Linked DNA regions of Sus scrofa: regions 1, 2 and 4 are each linked to region 3. A link is a contact called in public promoter capture Hi-C data. All regions are on one chromosome and are shown on one strand. The core of a region is the stretch at or near the end of the contact, and the rest is flanking DNA. Distances in the headings are between cores, read along the strand shown.

What was found. Promoter capture Hi-C pulls out the DNA fragments that hold promoters and counts their contacts.
Region 1: a promoter capture Hi-C map of fetal liver shows a contact between it and region 3, with 2.9 times the contacts expected there. The contact joins the promoter of SPATA6L here to the promoter of JAK2 in region 3. A contact is called at or near these places in 1 of 5 promoter capture datasets (fetal liver), 8 of 47 Hi-C or Micro-C datasets (brain, embryonic fibroblasts, heart right ventricle and 3 more) and 2 of 2 datasets of contacts at active chromatin or transcription factors (alveolar macrophages and skeletal muscle).
Region 2: a contact with region 3 is called in a promoter capture Hi-C map of liver, with 2.6 times the contacts expected there. The contact joins the promoter of RIC1 here to the promoter of JAK2 in region 3. A contact is called at or near these places in 1 of 5 promoter capture datasets (liver) and 2 of 47 Hi-C or Micro-C datasets (epiblast stem cells and liver).
Region 4: a contact with region 3 is called in a promoter capture Hi-C map of fetal liver, with 2.5 times the contacts expected there. The contact joins the promoter of PLGRKT here to the promoter of JAK2 in region 3. A contact is called at or near these places in 3 of 5 promoter capture datasets (fetal liver, fetal skeletal muscle and liver), 19 of 47 Hi-C or Micro-C datasets (alveolar macrophages, embryonic fibroblasts, fetal heart ventricle and 11 more) and 2 of 2 datasets of contacts at active chromatin or transcription factors (alveolar macrophages and skeletal muscle).

Annotation. Positions count from the first base shown.
Region 1 is chr1:217,286,519-217,289,218 of Sscrofa11.1, forward strand. It overlaps SPATA6L (spermatogenesis associated 6-like protein), which reads left to right and starts at 1,443. Exons shown (of 13, transcript XM_021064067.1): 1 at 1,443-1,511. It overlaps CDC37L1 (hsp90 co-chaperone Cdc37-like 1), which reads right to left and starts at 1,478. Exons shown (of 7, transcript XM_003121918.5): 1 at 1,133-1,478. The coding sequence starts at 1,264.
Region 2 is chr1:216,493,517-216,496,217 of Sscrofa11.1, forward strand. It overlaps RIC1 (RAB6A-GEF complex partner protein 1), which reads right to left and starts at 1,299. Exons shown (of 26, transcript XM_001924914.6): 1 at 853-1,299. The coding sequence starts at 996.
Region 3 is chr1:217,000,495-217,003,194 of Sscrofa11.1, forward strand. JAK2 (Janus kinase 2) reads right to left here and starts at 1,334. Exons shown (of 25, transcript NM_214113.1): 1 at 1,123-1,334; 2 at 657-735.
Region 4 is chr1:216,690,790-216,693,489 of Sscrofa11.1, forward strand. It overlaps PLGRKT (plasminogen receptor with a C-terminal lysine), which reads left to right and starts at 1,282. Exons shown (of 5, transcript NM_001190217.1): 1 at 1,282-1,362. It also overlaps a transcript of CD274 not described here.

The DNA of each region.
Region 1 (2,700 bases), core at 193-2,692, 290 kb after region 3:
TATATAAAGATGACACCAGTGATCCATAATTAGTGGGTGACTACTGACCTATCAACTCTCATTCTGTCCTCCTAAAAAATGTCTTGTACATTCCCAGCGACTGGCTGAAGTACAGCCTGTGGTTATGAAACAGCATTTTTCTCTGTGCAGCCAACTAATCCTGAGAGCTGGGCATAGGATCGATGATCTTACACTTACTGGAAAACGATTGAAATCACTCATTTTCATTAAGAGCTAGCAAGATGAGTCCCGAGTAAAACTGTATTAATTCAGTTAAGCCCTCAGGGATCCCATTTTGCAAGAAGCCTAGAGGGCAGACACCTACAATTCGTTTCAGTGAGTTTAGTCCAGTGATCCTGAAATATACTTCAAAAACATACTCCAAGACAAAGTGACATGAACAGTAAGCACTGCCTAAGATAAGACCCAGGAAAACCCTAAATGATAGTATATCACATCCAGATAATTTTCAGAGTAAAGAAGGCTGGGCTGAAAACCACAAGCAGTTTCAGGGATCTGAGTAAGTCTGAAGGAAAAGGCAAATGCGTGCCTTTATGTTTTTACTTCAGAATGGTATGAAACAAAACTAAAATCATAATCATAAGGGGGAAATGGTCACGCCAATCAGTGAGCATGATTTACGCCATCAAAAGCCGAGTTTTACAGAATTTGCTCAGATGTCAAAAGTCAGTGAAATAAATTGGATCGGAAACGTTTATGTCAGGAGCTCAACCATTCACTGTTCTCATCAACTGTATATTAGAGCCGTCAACAGAATAAAGTACTCGGATAAATGCAGGCACAAGAGGACAAAGGGTCACTGTTATAGCGTGAACCGACCTAAATCTGCTGCTGTCAAAAGGCGGGTGACGGGGAGTAACTTCTTCCAAGGGTGAGAAATTAGCCAAGGTGAAAAAGGTGTGCGTGGAGGTTGGAAATAAATGGCCAGCCCCTCTTCGAAGACCTCAGTAGATGCTACAAAGCGATGGGATGGAATCAGGCCCCCGGCGCCCGGGGTGGGGAAGTGGGGACTCAGAACAGGGCACAGAAGAGGGTCGCAGGAACAGATAACTCTGGGGGCCTGGTGACGGAACCTTCTCATCCCCTCCGCAGAACGCGGGCCCCTTCTCACCTGGGAGCCGCCGCCGGGCAGCTGCAGGCAGCGGGGAGAACCAGGGGACACATCCAAGTCACTCTCTTCCTCAGCCTCACCTCCTGCCCGAGGGAGGCTCCAAGGTCCTGGCGGCGGCCACGGCTGCTCCATGTCCTGCTGCCCACAGCCCCACAACCTCTACTGCCAACCGACTTAGCGTTAGTGGAACCTACTGCGCGGTGCCAGCCGCCCCAGCCGGCGGGGGCCGTTACCCAGAATCCCTTGGCAGGCCGCGACGCCGACGCACGCCCCGTACTAGCCCAGGCAGCGCTACAGGCAGACGGCGGAAAAAGACTGACTCCACCTGAAACGTCATTTCCGGATTAGAAGGCGGAGCCTTCCTAGGCCCCTCCCAGAGGTGCGTCCCGGGGCCTGCAAGTAGGGGGTTTTGTCTGGAAGTCAGTTTTGTTTAAAACTCCCTTCTCTGAAGCCTTTCAGCGCTGCTGGTTTACCCTTAACGGCGCTGTTGGTCGTGTAGTATTAAATATTTATCTGGAGTTTCCTACGCAGTAAATGGTGGGTCCTAGAGGCCGGGGGGGGGGGGTGCTCGGACCAAATGTTATCCGCTTTGTGTATTGTTTAAAAACCAAGTCCTTCCTGTGCACTGATATGTAAACCGGTTTCTGAAGTGGGGGTGGGGGCAGTTAAAGTAGGGAGTAAGTTGAAAAGCGGCGCCGATTTTTCACTCATTTCAAGTTACAAACACCTAGATTCTGCGAAGCTTTGCGGGCGGGGCCGGGGGAAGGAGTATGCCAAAGGTAAAGTACTGCAAAGAGTAGGGCTTGAGAAAATAGTGTACCACCAATAGCGAGCGCATAGAGAGGGCTTCCTGTATTTATGCTTATTTCGTTTAATCGTAAAGATTTGTGCTCTCATTATCTCCTTTCTTGAGAAGAGGAAATAGATCCAGCATGCATAATGTCACACATTTTAACGGAAAGAAGTAGGATCTGCCCAGGGAGTTTAACTTCAAAACGTGCACATTTAACAATCAGGCTTTGTTGCCCTACTTGTAATTAAAGAGACCCAAATAAAAATGAGACGCCATTTTTTTAATCTTTTGAAGTTTGTCAATACCGAGTGTAGACAAGGTGTGAGGAAGTGCTATTAGAATATCATTTGTGTAACTTTTTTGGGAGGGGTAATTTGACAGTATTAGAGGTTTAAGTGCTTTGATTCAGCAATTTAAATACCAGGAAATTGTCCAACCAAGTTATTTTTTGCACCAATAAGCAGTGATTTACCTACAAAGGTGTTTATTGCAGCGTTTTGTGTGTGTGTGTGGGTGGCCAGGAAAAAAGAAGAAACAATCTAATTGCCCATCAATAGAGGATCTTAAATAAGTTATATATTAATATGATGGGATATTATCAATTTTAAAATGAGTAGATATAGGGAGCTCCCCTTGAGGCTCGGTGGTAATGAACCTGACTAGTATCCATAAGGATGCCTTTCCATCCCTGGCCTTGCTCAGTGGGTTAAAGAATCCAGCAACGGTTGTGTAGGCTGGCAGCTGTAGCTCTGATTGACACCTAGCCAGGTAACTT
Region 2 (2,701 bases), core at 49-2,548, 510 kb before region 3:
TTTATATACAGACCTATAACAGCATTAGAGGAAAATAAGGAGTGTCCTATCTACTGCTAATCCCTGAAGTTATTCTTTCATCTACTCGGTAATCAGACACGAAAAATAAAAAAACAGGATTCAGAGAGCAAAAACAGAACTCCGGCTCACGCTCTTCTCAAATCTTATTACTTCCAGGTGTTGATACTAGGAGAAGAGCGGACAGATTTGAGTTATACTTCCGCTGCTACTAACACCCTCTTATTAACCCCTCTACAATTCTCTACAGAAGAGTCCAAGAGCAGCAAAGAACTAGCCTGAAAGTAAAGAGATGTTAGGGTGAAGAGAAGAGTTGGATTATTAGACCTTTAGTAAAAAAAATAATAACAACAACAACTCTGGCTGTAGTTGCTAGAAGTAAGTTATCACAGCCTGTAAAGTCTGGCATTGGGTGAACCCTAACTCCAAAACAATGGCCTTTAAAGCAAGAAGGGCTAGGAACACAACAACGGACAGGTTCCCAATTGTGGAAAGTTTAAACAAATTTGCTCCTTGGCGAATGGGGGAAGAAGAGGAGGGAAAGTCTGGGCTCCGCCGAGGGAGCGCGTGAGGTCCGCACTGTGAGCGGCCGTCGGTACAACGTAGGGAGGCGCAGGGATTTGGGGCAGCAGCGATTGCATCCACCCGGGAACCCTGACTGGAGGACGTGTCCGGACTCCTGGGTCCGAGAGGCCGAGTAGGTGGAACGAGGACACAGACGGGGAAGACGAGTGGGTCCGGCGCGTAGAGGCAGGGGTCCCATACTCTGGGTGGAAGTACGGTGCGGGGTAGCCGAGGAGGGAGCGGAAAGAAGCAGCGGGCGGCTCTACTTACTCGGCTGTACCAGATGCTGAGGCGAGCTGGGGCCAGCACGGCGAAGAAAGTCCTCTGAGGGTCGGACTGAACGTGGAAAGGCGCCTCGGCCGGGCTACCCAGAGGGCAGAGCAGCCGCTTGGGCCAGCCGCTCAGGAAATACATGGTCCGCGAAGAGCCGCCGAAGCCGCCGCGGCGCCCGGCCCCGTCCGTCACACTCAGCGGCCCGGGGCCGGACGCTCGTCTCCCACACCGGCACCGGCCGAGTCGGCGGCGGCGGCGGCGGCAGCAGCAGCAGCTCGGGGCATCTGCCCGCTGGCCAGGCCGGGCCGGGCCGACGCGACAAGAAGAGACGAAAGCACACCCGCGCAGACGGGGCCCAGTGTGGGGGAGGGAGGGGGAAGGAGAGTCGGGACGGAGAGGGGGCGGGAAGACCTCGAAAGCCCGCCCCGGGCCCGGCCCCGCCCCTTCCTCAGGCCGCACTGGCGTCACCACGCCGCGCCGCCCGGGTCTGACACTGGAGGGCTGCTGTGCGCAAGCGTACTAGGGACTTCGTTCCCCCCCCCCAACCCCGCCCCGCCCCGCTCCGCTCCGTTTTCTGAAACTCCGCCCTAGTCTTCAACACTCCTGCGCTTCTGCCGGGCTTCTGGCCCGCACCTCCCAATTGCAATGTAGAGCTTAGAGTCAGGGTCGGAAGGCGGGACAACAGCTTGAAACTGAGGCAGGTAAGCCGAGCCAGAGAGACCCAGTTACGTAGCGACGCCACCAATAGAACCCGTCCCTCGCCTGGCCAAATTTGACTTCTCTCTCGGATTGGCTAGGCCTCTGGGGGCGGTCCCGCAGCTTCGGGGCAAGGGCCGGGGGGCGGGGGTGTGCAGGGGAGAGCGAGTCACGTGACGTTCCCTGCTCTAGTTCCAGCTGTGGCATTTAGGCCTTGGCCTCAGTCCTGGGCTCTCTGGTCCTTACCTCATTGAGCCCCTGTGTATCAAGGTCTGCAGTGAAAGCTGGTGGTTAAATTCCCTCCCTCATGGATTTTACATCATGGAAGGGGTTTTTATTTCATTTCGTAAATAAACCATCTATGGTGAAAGTTTATCCTGGCATCTGTTTTTCGGGAATTCTGAAGGTAGCGTATGTTTTTAAATTCAGTGTGCATTTTTCTGTCCCTTTACCAAACCATAATGTTAGACCAGGCAAGACTATTCTTGCACTCTGGGTGACTTAATTTTAGAGCTGGAACGGATTTTAGAGATTCTGTGGCTCCATGTTTAACTTTTTGAACCCCAAGTATCACTTTAACAATAACAGTTTTTTACAGTGTTGACCCTGCATTTCTGCATAGGAAGATTGCAGGAGTAGCGGATTTAGCAGGGGAAAGGGGGGTCGGGGTCTGAACTAAAAGACTTGCCGCTCATCTACTTTTTGTATAGTCTGAATTTTTCCACGTGTTTATATTTTTCAATTAAAAGATTTTTAAGCTAGGCTAGGGTTTCTTTCTTTCTTTTTTTTTTTTTTATGTTAACTCACATGAAAAAGTAGCAACAAACAGTAAAAGAGAAAACAAAGTGACAATCCATATCAAGGAGTTCCCCATGGTGGCACAGTGGAAGGGAATCCCGCTAGCAACCATGAGGTTTCGGCTTCTATTCCTGACTTCGCACAGTGAGTTAGGGATCTGGCTATGCTGTAGGTAGCAGCAGGGGCTGGGATTGGGCATTGCTGTAGCTGTGGTGCAGGCCTGCAGCTGTCGCTCGGTTTAGACCCCTTTCTTGGGAAACTCCGTATGCCGAAACTGCGGCCCTAAAAAGCAAAAAAAAAAAAAAATCCATATTAGATGTAGCTGGTATTCATAACAATGTATATAACGTTC
Region 3 (2,700 bases), core at 84-2,583:
ATCTGTTGGGTGTTGTACTAGAATATTTGCAGCAGCCCAACAACTCACTCGAACAAACCTATTACGAAACCAAAAGCCATCGTCATCACTCTTAATTCCACTTCTAGTGTCCTTCCCCACATTTCTCCTCCCCTCTATGACATACTCAGCTGCCTCTATCCTTTCATTCAAAAAAAAAAAGGAGTTTCTCCTGACAGATTATTAACCACCGGAAAGCAAAATGGGTAAATTCAACCGACACAGCTAACTTGGGAAGATAAAACCATCCAGGAAGCATTCAATGTAGTAGCAGAAACCCCAGCAAAAGCAGCTAAGGTGTCCTCTCAATAGGTATTTCTTGCTACTTGAAAACGTTCCTCCTTGAAAGATTAAGAATCTCTGGCTGCTTGAGAAAGGGTAACTGACAACGATTTCTCTACAAAGAAAAACAATGTACAATCAGCAGAGAAACAATGAATGTTTCTTAAAGGATCCAAGAGCAACAACAAACCCCCAAATCACCCTCCCAAACCAACATTCAAAGTTCAGCACTGTCGTTTTCAAAGGAGTAAGCAACAATGAGCCCTGCTTGTCGACACAGCTTCCAACCTTCCTACGCACGCTCGAGACACCCTAGTCTTTACAGCGAAAAAGAGCAGCCAGGATCGCACACTCACCTTCGCGGGAAGGGGAGGAAGGGCCTCTTTTTCTGCAGAAGAGAAACAGATCACATCTTCCCTTGCCTGCTTCCGAAACCTAAATAAATAAATAAAATAAAATAAAATAAAAACAGGGCAGTTACCACTGCAGAAATCCAAGGAAAAGAGATGCTCTTTTCTAGGCTGTCTAGGTGTCTACAAAATTTTAAAGATGGCTAAGTAAAGTGGGAGATGGACTAACAGGCACAGGATGCAACATCAACACCAAGACACTCCGTTGTAGGTTTCCTTTTAAAGAGGAGGATTTTCTTGCCGAGAAGTTTACAGCCACTAGCAGGAGAAAAGCAGGGATTAGAGGTGGGAGGGAGGATGCAGAGAACAAGTGCTGCCCACCACCCGGAGTCCGGGCAGCAATAACATTCACCCGCCACACGGATCAGGCGACGAGGACGCGCCCCCCCAAGCTCACAGACACTGCTCCTACCCGACGCTTCCGGCCAGCCACGGTCCGCGAAGACCCCGGAGGGAGCAAGGGTCCGAGCGTCCGAAGGCTGGGCCCTCCGGGGCTCTCCGGTGTGGGTTCGGCTCCTACTCACATGCCTCGGCCGCGAGGACCCGGCCTCTGCCTGCGCGGCGACAGCAGCCCTCCGCCTCGCCCCGCGCCACAAGTCCGGGCCCAGGGGCCGAGCGGCCGAGGCGGCGGCACGAACTGCCCAGCGAACTGGGCGCCGACCCAGCCTGTCAGCGCCCAGGGAGGCCGTTAGTGGCAGCCGCTGCTGCCCTCTTCTGCTTCTCTTCCTTTCTCCTTCCTGCAACCCCACCACTCCCACTTCGGGCAGTCGGGAAGCCCGTCACAGTCGTTGGCTCCACCCTCTCCCTGGCTACACCTTCTTCGCAGCGCCGCAGGCGACTCTGGCTAGAAAGCCCTATTTACGTGCGACTCAAGCTCCCAGGAGGCCTCCAGTCCGGCTCCCTGATCCAGGCTGACTGAGGCCGCGGCGCAGCAGGGCGGGGGCGGGGGCCTGGCGCGCGCTCCGCGACTGCGCGTGCGCAGCTCCACCCAGGCGGGGCTTCTCACCGCACGCGTCACGGGGCGAGGGGGATTGGCTACCCAGGGCCCTGGCTTCACAGGAACCCCGCGGGTGTGCACGGAGATTCCCGCAGCTGCCCCAGAGCGTGAGCGGGCGGGGAACCTGAGCTGGGGAGAGCTAGCAGGACCCTGGGGCACGCCAGAGCTCAGCTGACGCTGGGCCCGGCCCTCAGCAGATGGGCGTGAACGTGGCCGCCGCCCGCCGTGGAGGCGGCTGGGAATGAGTCAGCCCAGCCGGGAAGGCGCCCCCTGCGCACAACCTGGCACCACACAGAGACTTTCCCCTCCCGCCACTGTTGTCTTTTTTCTGCTTTTGCTTCCACGTTTTGGGGTGCTCAAACCTGTCCCCCAGTCCGGGCCGCTGGGCGGAGATAAGTAGGGCCCTGGGTTGGACAACGCGTTCACACGCACCGTTTCGTGCTTGTGCAGTTCCGAGCGCCTGATTCCAATCAGTCACATCTGCTGGAACGGGGTGAGGGTGGGAAGCGGTGCCTGGATGCCTGCGGATTGGCAACAAGGCCGCCAAATGAGGAGAAACAACTTACACTGTCCCAAAGGGCGTCATCCATTCATTCAACAAATATTTACAGAGCACCTACTGTGTGCCAAGCTGTAGGACCCCAAGGATGTTATGTGAACACAACCCACGTACTTCTTGCCCTACTGAAGCCTGTATTCTGATAAAGCGACAAAAATACCTTAAACGTATAATGTGCAAGAGTATAACTGCCAGTAGAAAAATAACACAAAATAAAGGAGCAGGAAGTGAGGAGGCGGTGTGCTATTTTAGTTAGGGTGACCAGGAAGGACCTCCCAGAGTAACATTTGAGCAGAGATCTGAATGATGAGAATAGGCCAGTCCTGTGCCTATCTGGCTAAAGAGTTTCATGCAGAAACACTAGCAAAGGCAAAGACCCTGAGAAGGGAATGTGCTTGACAAATTCTAGGACGGGGAAAGAGGTCACTGTGACT
Region 4 (2,700 bases), core at 32-2,531, 310 kb before region 3:
TGCTAACTGTGTTCCAGACACTGTGCTAAGTGCCTAAATATTTATCTCATTTAGTCTTCACAGTCCAATAAATTAAATGGCTTCAGTCCTATTGTAGAGATGATAAAAGTTAAATTTTGGAGAGGATGAAGAGTGACAGTGATGGATATCAAATAAAGGTTTGCTTATGCTAGATGTCGTGCAAACGCTATCACATCAGTTGCTATCCTCTCTTAATGAGTCCAAGACGTCCTGCACTCAAATGATATCATATCAGTTGCTTTCCTCTCTTAATGAGTCCAAGTTCCAAATGGCTTCGCTTCTGTGTGCCCAGGTCACTCTGGCAAGATGGTGGGGTGGTGTTCACTCACATGCAGAGCCTGGGGGAGATTAAATGCTTTCTTCACTGATGTGAGGGTCAGACAAGGCTAAGGGCAGGGACCTTTCTCAAGGCCAAAGCCTGGTAAAGTCCTTGATATTCTTCCAAGCCGTGTAGTAGCAAAGAAAAGTATGCCAACAGTTCCTCAAGTTTTTCCTCAAGGAAACTCAGAGAAGGACCTGACTTACTCAAGACAAAAATTACTGGTGAGGGTGAGAAGAAATGATTACCTCTCAGGGTAGCAGGGGAGAAAGATGTGCTCGGTCAAAGAAACTGGATTGGTAACTCTGACCAGGTCTATTCTTTTTTCGTTTCCTGCCTTAACATTTTTGCCACTTTAATGGGTGGCAATTTAACAGATGGAAGAGACTGAGGCTCCAACAAATTAAATAAACTATGTCTGTGCTGATATTCAAAGGGGGGGGGGATCTACCCTCGACATTAAACATTCTGTAAAGCAGAAAAGCCCTTACAAATTTTTATAACTGTGGATTATATATATTTCAATGACAACCTCATGAGACACATTCTCGAAACAGACCTTACAAGTGGTAGTTGACTTAATTACTGGAGAATAACTATGACATGGCTCATTAAGCTCTCCAGAGAGAGTTTTACTTTGAGAGGGAACATGACTTGCTCAAGCTCCTCGTGGGTAAGTGACAAACCTCACTGAGTCATTTAAGTGCGATTTCCATGCTGCTCTCTCTCTGCCTCCTTTAAATTTGATTGCTGAGTCCCTGTGGTTTTGAATTTTCCTCTTTGACCCGCCGCTCCCAGGCGCCTGGCGGAAAAGAACATACCAGACCTTCAAGGTCAAGCTTGCGGGCCCTTTAAGGAGAGCTGCGCTGATTGGCTGAGGCTCGGAATTGTCTGTCATGGCCAGCCAATCCTGAGGCACTGTGGGAGTGAGGCCCAGTTCCCTGCGGCGGTCTAGGAGAAGCCAGGCCTGGAAGCCTCCGTTGAGACCGGAGAGACCCGGCGCCTCTACTGCCCACTGCCCAGTGAGTGTGCACCGGCCGAGCGGGCCAGGCTGGCCTCAGGTGGCTGGGGAGGGCGGGTCCCCGCAGTTGCGAGTGCGAGAGCTGAGCCCGTGGGGGTCCCCAGCTTGACGGGCCGCGCTGGGCGCCCTCCCCTCAAGAGCGACCTTGGCTTCCTCAGCTGCTAGTGCCGACCAGTACTGCCAGCCTCGTTTGAAGGAGTCGTTCTCCCTTGCATAGACTGAGGGCTCTCCCATAACGTTGTAATTATGCTGGGGAAGTAGGCAGAGAGTTGTTTACGGAAATCAACATATCATTACATATCACTGCAGGAGTTACCCAAGTTACAGTAATTGGGTCCAGGGTGCGCAGGTGGAGTTAACGTAGGGAAAACCTTCCGGAAGCTGTGGGAGTTCTGGGCTGGAATCTATAGGGGAAATGCGCTAGTTTGAATGGAACGCGCAAGCTAGAATTTGTAGGGGAAGTGGTCTAATTTGAATGAAACCCAAAGACATTGAAAACGATCGTAATCATGCAACTAGTTATAAATGCAGGTTGTTAATACGTCATTTGTTCAGGAAATGAGTCAGTGCACAAATCTGGATGACACACTTATAGGTCATGGAATTATTAATTTTTTTAAGGTAAAATCAAATCCTGAATTCCTAGGTGTGACCCAAGGAGGATTTCTTGGAACTTGCAGCCCCAACACTCCTCAGAAATACCCCTATCTATTGCACAGCTGAGGCAGGGCTGGAGCATTAAAGAGACCTTTTTAAGGTCTCGTGAGTAATCAAAGGAAAAAATGAAGGCAGAAGAGACCCAGATCAGCATTCTTAGCCTTCTGAGACACAGTAGTGTCCAAGCTGTAATTAGTAAGGCATTTCTCTCCAATGACAAAGTGTTGGCAGTTTTGAAAACACTCATTTTTCAGGTGTGGTCTTCTTTGGGAATTACAGGGGAGCTCTTCCCCCTTCTACCTTTAACTCTTGGGAACATCTTCTAATACATCCAAACTACAATCCAGACCCAAAAGAACAAGGCCAAGAAAGATGTAAGCCAAAGTCCTAACTTCCCAGATAGTTTCTCTTCCCTAGGTGACTGACATAAGGATTGTCACTCTACTTTGGGGAGAGTCTACCCTCTTATAAATAGGGGCATTCTAAGGGATATAACTCTGACATACGGTGTGTGTGTGTAGAAATGGGATTAGAGGAAAGTTGTTTTCTTTATAAATGTTTGTTGCAGGTGTAAAAATTCAATTATATACTCCTACCTACAGAATAAAGAATTAGGAATGACAAGTGTCTGAGCTACACCTTCTTTTATATCACTTATGTTTCTGCAACATTTCTGGGGTAG